Regions from separate parts of the Drosophila melanogaster genome. Here region 1 is linked to region 2. The links are chromatin contacts, called in public Hi-C maps. All regions are on one chromosome and are shown on one strand. Each heading gives the region's core, a stretch centred on a gene start, on an enhancer-like site or on the middle of the called end of the contact. The rest is flanking DNA. Distances are from core to core; before and after follow the strand shown. Region 1 holds the start of sau (sauron). Region 2 holds the start of frtz (fritz).

Region 1 (4,224 bases), core at 940-3,439, 510 kb after region 2:
ATGGCCTCCAAGGGCGAGGGTAAGCCAATGGAGGTTTATGTCTCCGCGGTGGCCTCGCCCACTAAATTCTGGGTTCAGCTTATCGGACCGCAGTCCAAGAAGCTCGATAGCATGGTCCAGGAGATGACCAGCTATTATAGTAGTGCTGAAAACAGGGCCAAGCACGTGCTGACTGCTCCATATGTGGGTCAGATTGTGGCAGCCGTGTTTAAGTTCGACGAGAAGTGGTATCGCGCAGAAATCGTGGACATTATGCCTAACCAGTACAATCCAAAGGAGCAGGTGATCGATCTCTACTTCGTGGACTATGGAGATAGCGAATATATTTCGCCAGCTGATATCTGCGAGCTGCGCACTGATTTCCTCACGCTCAGGTAAGCAGTTCGACTGATTGGATAGACATAAATTTATATTTCACTATTTTAGGTTCCAAGCCGTTGAATGCTTCTTGGCCAATGTAAAATCTACCATCCAGACGGAGCCTATTACGTGGCCAAAGTCTTCAATCGCAAAGTTCGAAGAGCTGACAGAGGGTATGATTTCAGCAACAGTTGCTAGATATATTTTTGACTAAACACCGAACATTTGTAGTGGCACATTGGAGAAAGCTGATTGCTCGAGTGGTGACCTACAAGGAGCGTCCACGGGCAACCACCGCTGTAAGTGCTGCTGCCAAGGAGGGAACCCCGCTGCCCGGAGTGGAACTATTCGATCCAGCCGACAACTCTGAACTAAATATTGCCGATCTGATGATCACCCAGGGCTTTGCTCTGCCCCTGGACGATTCGTATCCAGTGCGGTCACGCTCCTCGACGCCCTCAAGTAACAGCGACTCCACCATTGAGGAGTTGTGCGTCAGCAATCCAGTGACTCCGCTTACGCCCCACTCACCTATGTCGATGTCCATTGATGTTGACAGCATTACGCAGGCGGAGAACGAGCACCTCGCCCAGCAGCTGCAGCATTTGCAGCATAAACTGAACGGAAACGACATAAAAAACATTAATCCGGCTAAACTGACGGCTACAGACCTCGAAAACGGGAATAACAATAATGCCAGCACCACAAATGGTGCTAGCGCGCATTAGGATTTCACATTGTTACTAATTATCCTCGCCTAATTGTTTATAAGATGAAGGCTGGACGAGCAGCTCACTACTTGACGTGTACATAAAAGTATAGCTCTTAAGGAACTTATTGTATAGGTACGAAAGAAAACTGTTTAATTTATCGCCGTGACTGATCGACATATCCTAGATCCTAAAAGCTGACGATGGAACGGCACAGATCCTTAATTGTTTATAGCAACCTTTGCCATGTTACTTATTGTTAGCAAGAACAAGAAAAACATTTGTACATCAACAAAAAATACACAAAAAAGATCACAAACTTATCAAAAGAAATGCATTTTATAAGAATATCAAGCTTAAGTCTATTTTGGTGGCCTGTTTCAGAAATCTGTATTAGAGAAGTATTTCAATATTCTTTGAAAATAAGATTTTCTAGATGACGTTAAGGCATAATTGAAAATGAATATAGTTTCTTCAAATGAAAAGGGCTACAAATATTAAAAGTCGCTTAAAGTATATTAAAAAACCCACCGGGGGGCAGAATTGCAGTCTTGTTTGGGGGATTTACCCCACGCTTAGATTAGGATGTCGTTGGTGGTGTTTATAGCTATGGGGGGCAGGTATATGGCGCGGATCTGACTGCGCAGGCGTACGATTTCCATGTCGTCCCTTTCCATTTCTCTGATGAGCTGGGAGAACTGGACTAATCCCTCGCGGTTTCCAGGAAACCCATGACCCTTAATGACCTCCAGTTGGAGTTGCATCACCAATGGAAAAACCTGCAATGTATTATGTTAAACTATTTGGTTATTTGTTTTGATTTGCTTGGTATTTACGTGCTGCATCATGAGAATCATCTCTTTTCCAGCGGAAGCCTTTGCCTCTGAGAGTTTCTTCGAGTTTTCCGGCTGATTTACACAGCGTATTATGTCCATAAGAATTTGCTTGGCAGTATCACTGTTGAAATTGGTCAAGTAGGACATTATAAACGTTTTAACGGCAGTGTTTGTGACGAATTTAGGCAAAATGCAACAAATTGTAGTAGGTTTTATTTTGTGTTTCCGTTAGAGATGAGTCATACAGCGATTACAACTATCGGACAAACTATCGGTTCGGATTCATAACATTACCAAACCCTTAGTATGGACAAGGAACTGTAATATCATTCAAACAAAAACTTTACGATTAAATAAATTAAGCTGAATTACAAAAAATTAAGAGTAAAAGTTAAATTAATTTCGTTTTAACAGCACCTCTAGAAGCAAAACGTTATCCAACACTTAAGGTCTGGAAAATTGCCAGTACTGAAAAGTGCGGAAATCATGTCACGTCGGAACGTCGACAAAAGACACAAATAATAGGAAAAAGCTTATTTCGCGCAGGCACTCGCATATTCCCAGTAAATGCAAGGCCAATGCAAATGCACCATTAGTACGGGCCACCAAATTGTAAATCAAACCGTCGAGTTCCCAGCGCAAAAACGCCGAGCAAAGCAGCAACAACGAAACGCAGTTTAGGGCCTGCATTTTTGCGATAGTGTGAAAAGTGCGTGTGTGCAAAAGAATACAAAATAAAGGGGGCGCAAAAGAGTCAGTGAAAACAACAACACACAAAAACACAAGACACAAGTACACAGAGAAAAACGCAAACACCCGCACTCGCGCAAACAGACACACACACACACTGTGAAACTCCCAACGTCGAGTCAGCAAATTGTGCCACACACACAAAACGAGGAAAGAGGAAGAAGAGCAGCAGCAGAAAAACATAGGTGCTCCGCTCGCATCCCACATCTCCAAAACTCCATCGATCCGAACTTCCCGACTACCCAACCCAACTCTCCGGAATGAATCGCTCCGACGGATTGGTGCGTCGCTCGGTGAAACCCCGCGAAAACGGTGGGGCGGAGGGTGGGTTGAATGCCAACACGCCGGACGACAACCAGGATGCACTGGACAACCTAAAGGACCAGGAGGACAATATCGACGATGGCGACTCCAAGGAAACACGACTAACGCTCATGGAGGAGGTTCTGCTGCTGGGACTCAAGGACAAGGAGGTGGGTGTGCTCCTTATCTCTTATCTGCTTGGGATGCACTAATTAATTGGTTTCTTTCGCAACATAAGTGCTTCTTCTTCACCTGTTAACCGACGTCTCTCTCTCTCTGTCGCTCTCACGATTTCTCTCTTTCGCAACCTCTTGCTTGGCCCCAAGTGCAACGCAGTCCATCTTCCAGCAGGGGCGTAGTGAAAATTGGATACAGGGGGGTAACTTATCACTTCAGTTATGGGGGCAACAATGTTTATCTGTCCTACAGATAAACATTTTATGCCATGTCTTAGCCACTTCTCTTAGCTTTTCCAGTTTGTTAAGCAATGCACTATGAAATCTTTTGACCAGCCTGCTGACTAATGCGCAATCAGTGAGACTGCCAACACCATTTTCTTAACCACTTTTGTTTTTGCATTAATTAATAGTGTGCTCCATCTGTTAAGGTCTAATCAGCCGTTCATTCTAATCTATAGAACCCATTACTTGCCCTTTGTAATACTTTGATGTACTTCCCAAATAAGTGATGATATATTTATATATAGTATATAATAGGTTTATTTTATGTGTTACACTATCGCGCAATTGCTTCCAGTGCCAAATCAAAAAGATTCTTAGAATTGTTGCCAACGTTCTTAGTTGTTGGAAAGATAGCGCTCTAATACTTCTTCGGTTGGCAGTTGTGGCTATAAATACATACATATCTCTTCGAGAACTTCACTCCGCGCAGCACGGAGAACGGTTTCGTCAAACGAGTTTTCCAATAAGTGGTTAATTTGCATAGGTTTGTAATATTCATAAATCTACGTATAGCGCGGGATGATGTCCGTAAATGCGAACCATCATCCATACGTGACCCATTATGGCGAACAGGCAGATTCGCATTTCTCCATTGAATTCGGTTTTTATATTTCACTTGGCACACAGCTTTATCGCTCAATTGCTGTTCGCTTGTACCACATAGGAATGCACACATGTGCCTTTGTGGCTGGCACCACGTCTATTTGTTTTCATCATTTTGCCCGCAGTGTATTTGTGTGACCACCCACACCTCCATCCCTGCCACCTCCTCTCCCTTCGCATAAGAGGGATACGAGCTGGAAA
Region 2 (4,602 bases), core at 255-2,754:
AAGATGCGCGGATCCATATTGGCGATCTTCTCCGGTCCCTGGGAGCGAGCATTAGGCCTCTGCAGATGCACCACCGTCAGCTGGTTGGTATTGTAGGCCAAGACGATGTGGGAACGGGTGAAAAAAGCTGGCGAGACAACGGATGCGGGCGCACGACGAGAAAAGAGACACAAGCGACAAAGCTGAATGAGTGGCTCGAACAAAACATGGAAAGCCGGAGGATGGTGGATGGGGGAAAGGGGTTGGGGGTTCGCATATTTACAGGCAACAAAACAAGCCAGCAGATTAATTAAAAATTACAATAATTGCATGCCCTGCATGTGTGCGTGCGGCTGTGTTGGTGTGGGAAAGTGCAAATCAAGTCGCACTTGTTGCCAATGCAAATTTCTCCATAACTGCACAAGCAGCACTCCGCGGAGCAAGGCCAAATGCGGACTGCACTCTATCGAATGACTGATACCCTGGATGACAAGCGGCAAACAGCACAAAGAACTAAATGCAGGACAGCTTTTATAGCTGAGAGCTTAGTGAATAATTAAATGGCATGCATGTGTTTCTAGCAAGCTGTCTTGGTAATTCGTTCTAATGATGAGGAACCTTTAATTACGCCTGAAATAGCCATTATGTATTGCGTGATGTTAACGCATATTAACTGATTTTCGAACGCTGCAAGTTGAGATGTCTGCCAGTCGAGCTGCACATGCAGAAATGCAATGCCCAAGCTGATTGATGGATGGCTCTAATGCGATGGAGGGCGGGCTGGAGCGGGTGAAAGGAGAGAATCGCACATACCATCCGTAATGACCTCGGAGGCGAGCTTGCCCACCAGGTACTTCTCGAAGACCATGCGCAGAATGTCGCCCGTGTAGATGTCCACGCAGATGTGGGCGATCAGGCCGTGTGAGAAGAGGAGCAGCACCTGCGCCGCGTCCTGCCACTCGGAGTGGATGATCCTGTGCTGGCGCAGCAGGTCCTCCAGCTTCTTGAGGTTGTCCTTCAAGCGGCCGGTGGACTTGCGACCAGAGTTCTTCAGCACGGCCAGTCCATTGCGACGCTCCGTATAGTCTCGCTTGGCCAGGCAGGCGAGGTCCTGCTGCTCCTGCTCCTTGTCGCGCTGCCTGAGGTAGCGAAAGGCGCCCAGGTCCTGGCTCTTGATCCGCACCACATCCTCGCGCAACGTGGTCCAGAAATGGGTCTCGCTGAGCAGCATATTCAGGCCTCCAGTGCATCGATTTGCATGGCGGAATGATGGGTGTCAACGCGACTCGATCAGCTCGATCTCGATTTGTTGGCGTGTGCCTTTCAAGCTGCTCCAATTGCACTGATTGCTTTGTATCGGGGTTAATTGCGCTGCTCTATGACTGCTCTGCGACTCGTTATCAAGGTTGCTCGCGGAATAGCCAACGAATTAGCACTTTGGCCAGGATTTTTCGCTTTAAACAAACTTTGTTTATGAAAATAAAATAAACTTGTTGCTCGAAACACTGCTTACGTTACTAGAGACGGCACTTTGTTACGTCGCTGAGCGTGGTGGTGGCGTGATATAGATGGACTACAACTGCGATCGCTCACGTGGTGGAGATCTTCGATGGAGCACATAGGTTGTGAACCAGGCTATGCTATGTTTTTAGCACGTACCCGAACCAGGATCTAAATTTTTGAAATTCAGAAAAATAAAATATTTACAATAAGCTACCACTACTTTCGCAGTGTAGTAGCTAGCCAATAAATCACTTTAATTTAGTTGTGCGAAATCGTATTATCTTGGCCAAATCGGCTTATCTCATCTCACTTTTATGGGCGGCAGTCTGGTTAGCCAAGATGAACTATGTTCGACTGCAGACGATTGTTAAGATAAGATAATGTACATATATATTAAATGGGAAACGAGTGGGTTATTTTTAAACAAAATTGTTGTATTTATTGATTTCACCATCAAATCGGATTGCAATCAATTATTCACAGTGGTTTCCTTAGTTCTTTGCTCATTATCAGTGAAATACGTTTTGCGTGGAGGGGGGGGGGATAACTAACTAACTAGCTAACTAATGGACTAAATAAACAGCAAAAATTGTATCAATATAGTTAAAGTAATATAGTAGAGTAATGATAACTAAATCGTATATCGCATTTGAGGAAACTTAACGGAAACTTTTACAGTTTACGAATCGGATCGGTCGGCTTTATATCTATATATATATATATTTAGCGGCATCTACTGGCAACTGCGGCCGATTCAACATTTTGTGCTTACAACTAAGAAAACTACGCCAGCGAACTCACTCTTTAACTATTTACAATGCACTCTGAGCGAATCGAGTCCTATGTACACTATATTATCCAAGTATCAACCACATTTATACACTCAATATATATTGTAACTTTAACTAAATAGCAGCCTTTTCAAATTTTGATAACGTTTCGCCCTGCGGTGGCATACCACATCCTTCTGTGGCATGCAGCAAGTGGGTTTAGGGTGTGGATGGTGCACTTCGATCCTGGTGCGTGTTTCCCATTATTGGTTTTTTCTTTGTTTGCTTCTTTTTTTTTTTCGATTGGTTGGCCAACGTTCAACGTCTAACGTCTTAAGTCTATCGAGTTCGTTTCATATCTGACTTAGAAGCTAGTTAACTAAGAATTTGCGCTCGTTGGTTTGGATCGTTTAAAAACGAGGGATAAAATTACATAAAGTTGCAGCAGTCGCGTCTACATATGCACAGATTGGGTTACTCCTTCTCCAGTCCTTTGAAAGGCATCTAAAAGTCGTAGAACTCGTTCGATTTGTTGTTGAAGCGCCGCGTGAGCACATAGACGACCGCCTCATAGGTGGCCATCATGATCGCCGTGTTGGGAATCTGTCGCACCAGCTGCGTGGCCAAGCCTCTGTGGAAATAGTTGGTAAAGTTTACAATTAGTAGGAGAATTTGCTAAGGTAGAGCTCTCATATATAAAACACCTCGAGTGAGCACGCTCGAGAGTGATAATCAAATTAAGGTAAACAAACAAAAAATATGCGACGCAAAAGAATTTAAATAGATTTCACGAATTCGTGGGTGGCACATTATGATAATTCATTAGCTTATATGTATATGTTTCTTATATACATGTCGGAGTGCAAGTGGGATTCCCTTCGATTCTATTTCAAGACGGATTCAAGGGAACTACACGAACAAGGGAATCCCTAAGTACAAGTTGATTGCCTTAATGTCGTATCAAATTGAAAATTCACTCTGCTCATCTATTTTACCCACCTGTAGAGTCCTGCTCTGCCCTCCTCCTTCCAAACAGTGTGCAGGGTCTGCCAGAAGGAGTTGTATTTGTTGCCCTCCTCCCGCAGACGAGTGCGTGCCACTTCGTGGGGATAGGCGATGCAGGAGGCGATGGTTTTGGAAACAGCGCCAGCCATCATGAACTCCAGAAAGTCGCGGGATCCCTTGGTGTCCGTATGCCGCTGATTTCGCTGCTCTAGCTGTTTGTGAAAGCGATTTTAAGTCGGAGGGAAACTAGTGCGCATTAAATTCAACTACTTACCAACTTGGACTTGATAAACTCGTAGATGACAAAGTGCACCATCGTCTCGCAGATTCCAAAGTAGCTGGCCGTGATGCCCTTGTAGAAGGCCGCCACGCCTCCCTGGGCGTACACCCTCTCGATGCACTGCCTCACGGTCATCTGCACCTTGGAGTTGTAGTCCAGCTGCATTCGCGTCTTCACAAACCAAATGGGATTCGTTGCCGTGGAGGAGACAAAGCCGGCACTCGCTGCACTCATGATGTGCACCAGTGGCGAGTCACGTTCAACAAAGCTGGGGATCAAGTCCAGGCATTAATTTGGTGCTGCTCGGCTAGATGTACACACAGTGTACCAAAACCAGACTTACCCCAGACTGTTGAGCGTGTTTTTGGTTTGCGAGTAGGTGCAGAAGTAAATGGCACGGGATGGGGCCACGCCCACGAGATTCGGACCCAGACCCTTGAACAGGGCGCGTGGACCCTCGTTCTGGACAATGTGCCTGCAGGAGCAGCTCGATGCATTATAGTAACTGGCAGTTGATGGAAGCTAGGGTGAACTTACCGCAGGCACTGCACGATGCTCATGGATTTGGGCGTTGTGGATGAGATGCCGCAGTGTGAAATGGCCATGATCTGCAAGGCAAAAACAGGTGAGTTAGTAAACCAGTCGCATCCAGACTAGAGGCAATGGAGATGAAGGCAACGACGCATCGAAGTTGTTCGAGACCACTCCATTTCGTGGGCTTAGCTTGTTAGGATGCAGTGGCGGTGGGTTAGATGGGCGATGAGAGAATAGGTAAAAGAAGTTGGTACTACCCTACGCACACCCCCAATCACCTGTGGCTGTGATCTGTTACGTAATATCGTTGTGCTTAGCTTACGTCGTTGTTCCGGCCGCAGCAGCTCCGATTGGCCACCGTTCGCCGGTCCTCCTCCGGCATTCTCCGCCAGCCGCGACGGCGTCATGAACGCCGTGGAGCTCTGCAGGCGAGTCTTCACCACCTCCAGGGGGCATGTGACAACGGCACCCACTGTGCCAGCGGATCTGTGCGGATGAAAATGAAACATCAAAACATGCCCAGTTAGTAAA

What was found. A called contact is a pair of places that touch in the nucleus more often than the background predicts.
Region 1: a contact with region 2 is called in a Hi-C map of the Kc167 cell line, with 1.7 times the contacts expected there. The contact joins the promoter of sau here to the promoter of frtz in region 2. A contact is called at or near these places in 31 of 107 Hi-C or Micro-C datasets (the D17-c3 cell line, the Kc167 cell line, the OSC cell line and 12 more).

The regions. Positions count from the first base shown.
Region 1 is chr2L:2,224,153-2,228,376 of dm6, forward strand. It overlaps sau (sauron), which reads left to right and starts at 2,190. Exons shown (of 5, transcript NM_001014460.3): 1 at 2,190-3,129. The coding sequence starts at 2,917. papi (papi,) reads left to right here. Exons shown (of 5, transcript NM_164461.2): 3 at 1-374; 4 at 427-533; 5 at 592-1,392. The coding sequence ends at 1,088. It overlaps CG15387, which reads right to left and starts at 2,142. Exons shown (of 2, transcript NM_001103588.2): 1 at 1,907-2,142; 2 at 1,393-1,849. The coding sequence starts at 2,053. The coding sequence ends at 1,646. It also overlaps asRNA:CR44114.
Region 2 is chr2L:1,714,347-1,718,948 of dm6, forward strand. It overlaps frtz (fritz), which reads right to left and starts at 1,505. Exons shown (of 7, transcript NM_134770.2): 1 at 793-1,505; 2 at 1-127. The coding sequence starts at 1,210. It overlaps Rim2 (Replication in mitochondria 2), which reads right to left. Exons shown (of 7, transcript NM_001258912.2): 2 at 4,394-4,557; 3 at 4,075-4,145; 4 at 3,881-4,012; 5 at 3,532-3,805; 6 at 3,252-3,469; 7 at 1,898-2,883. The coding sequence starts at 4,142. The coding sequence ends at 2,757.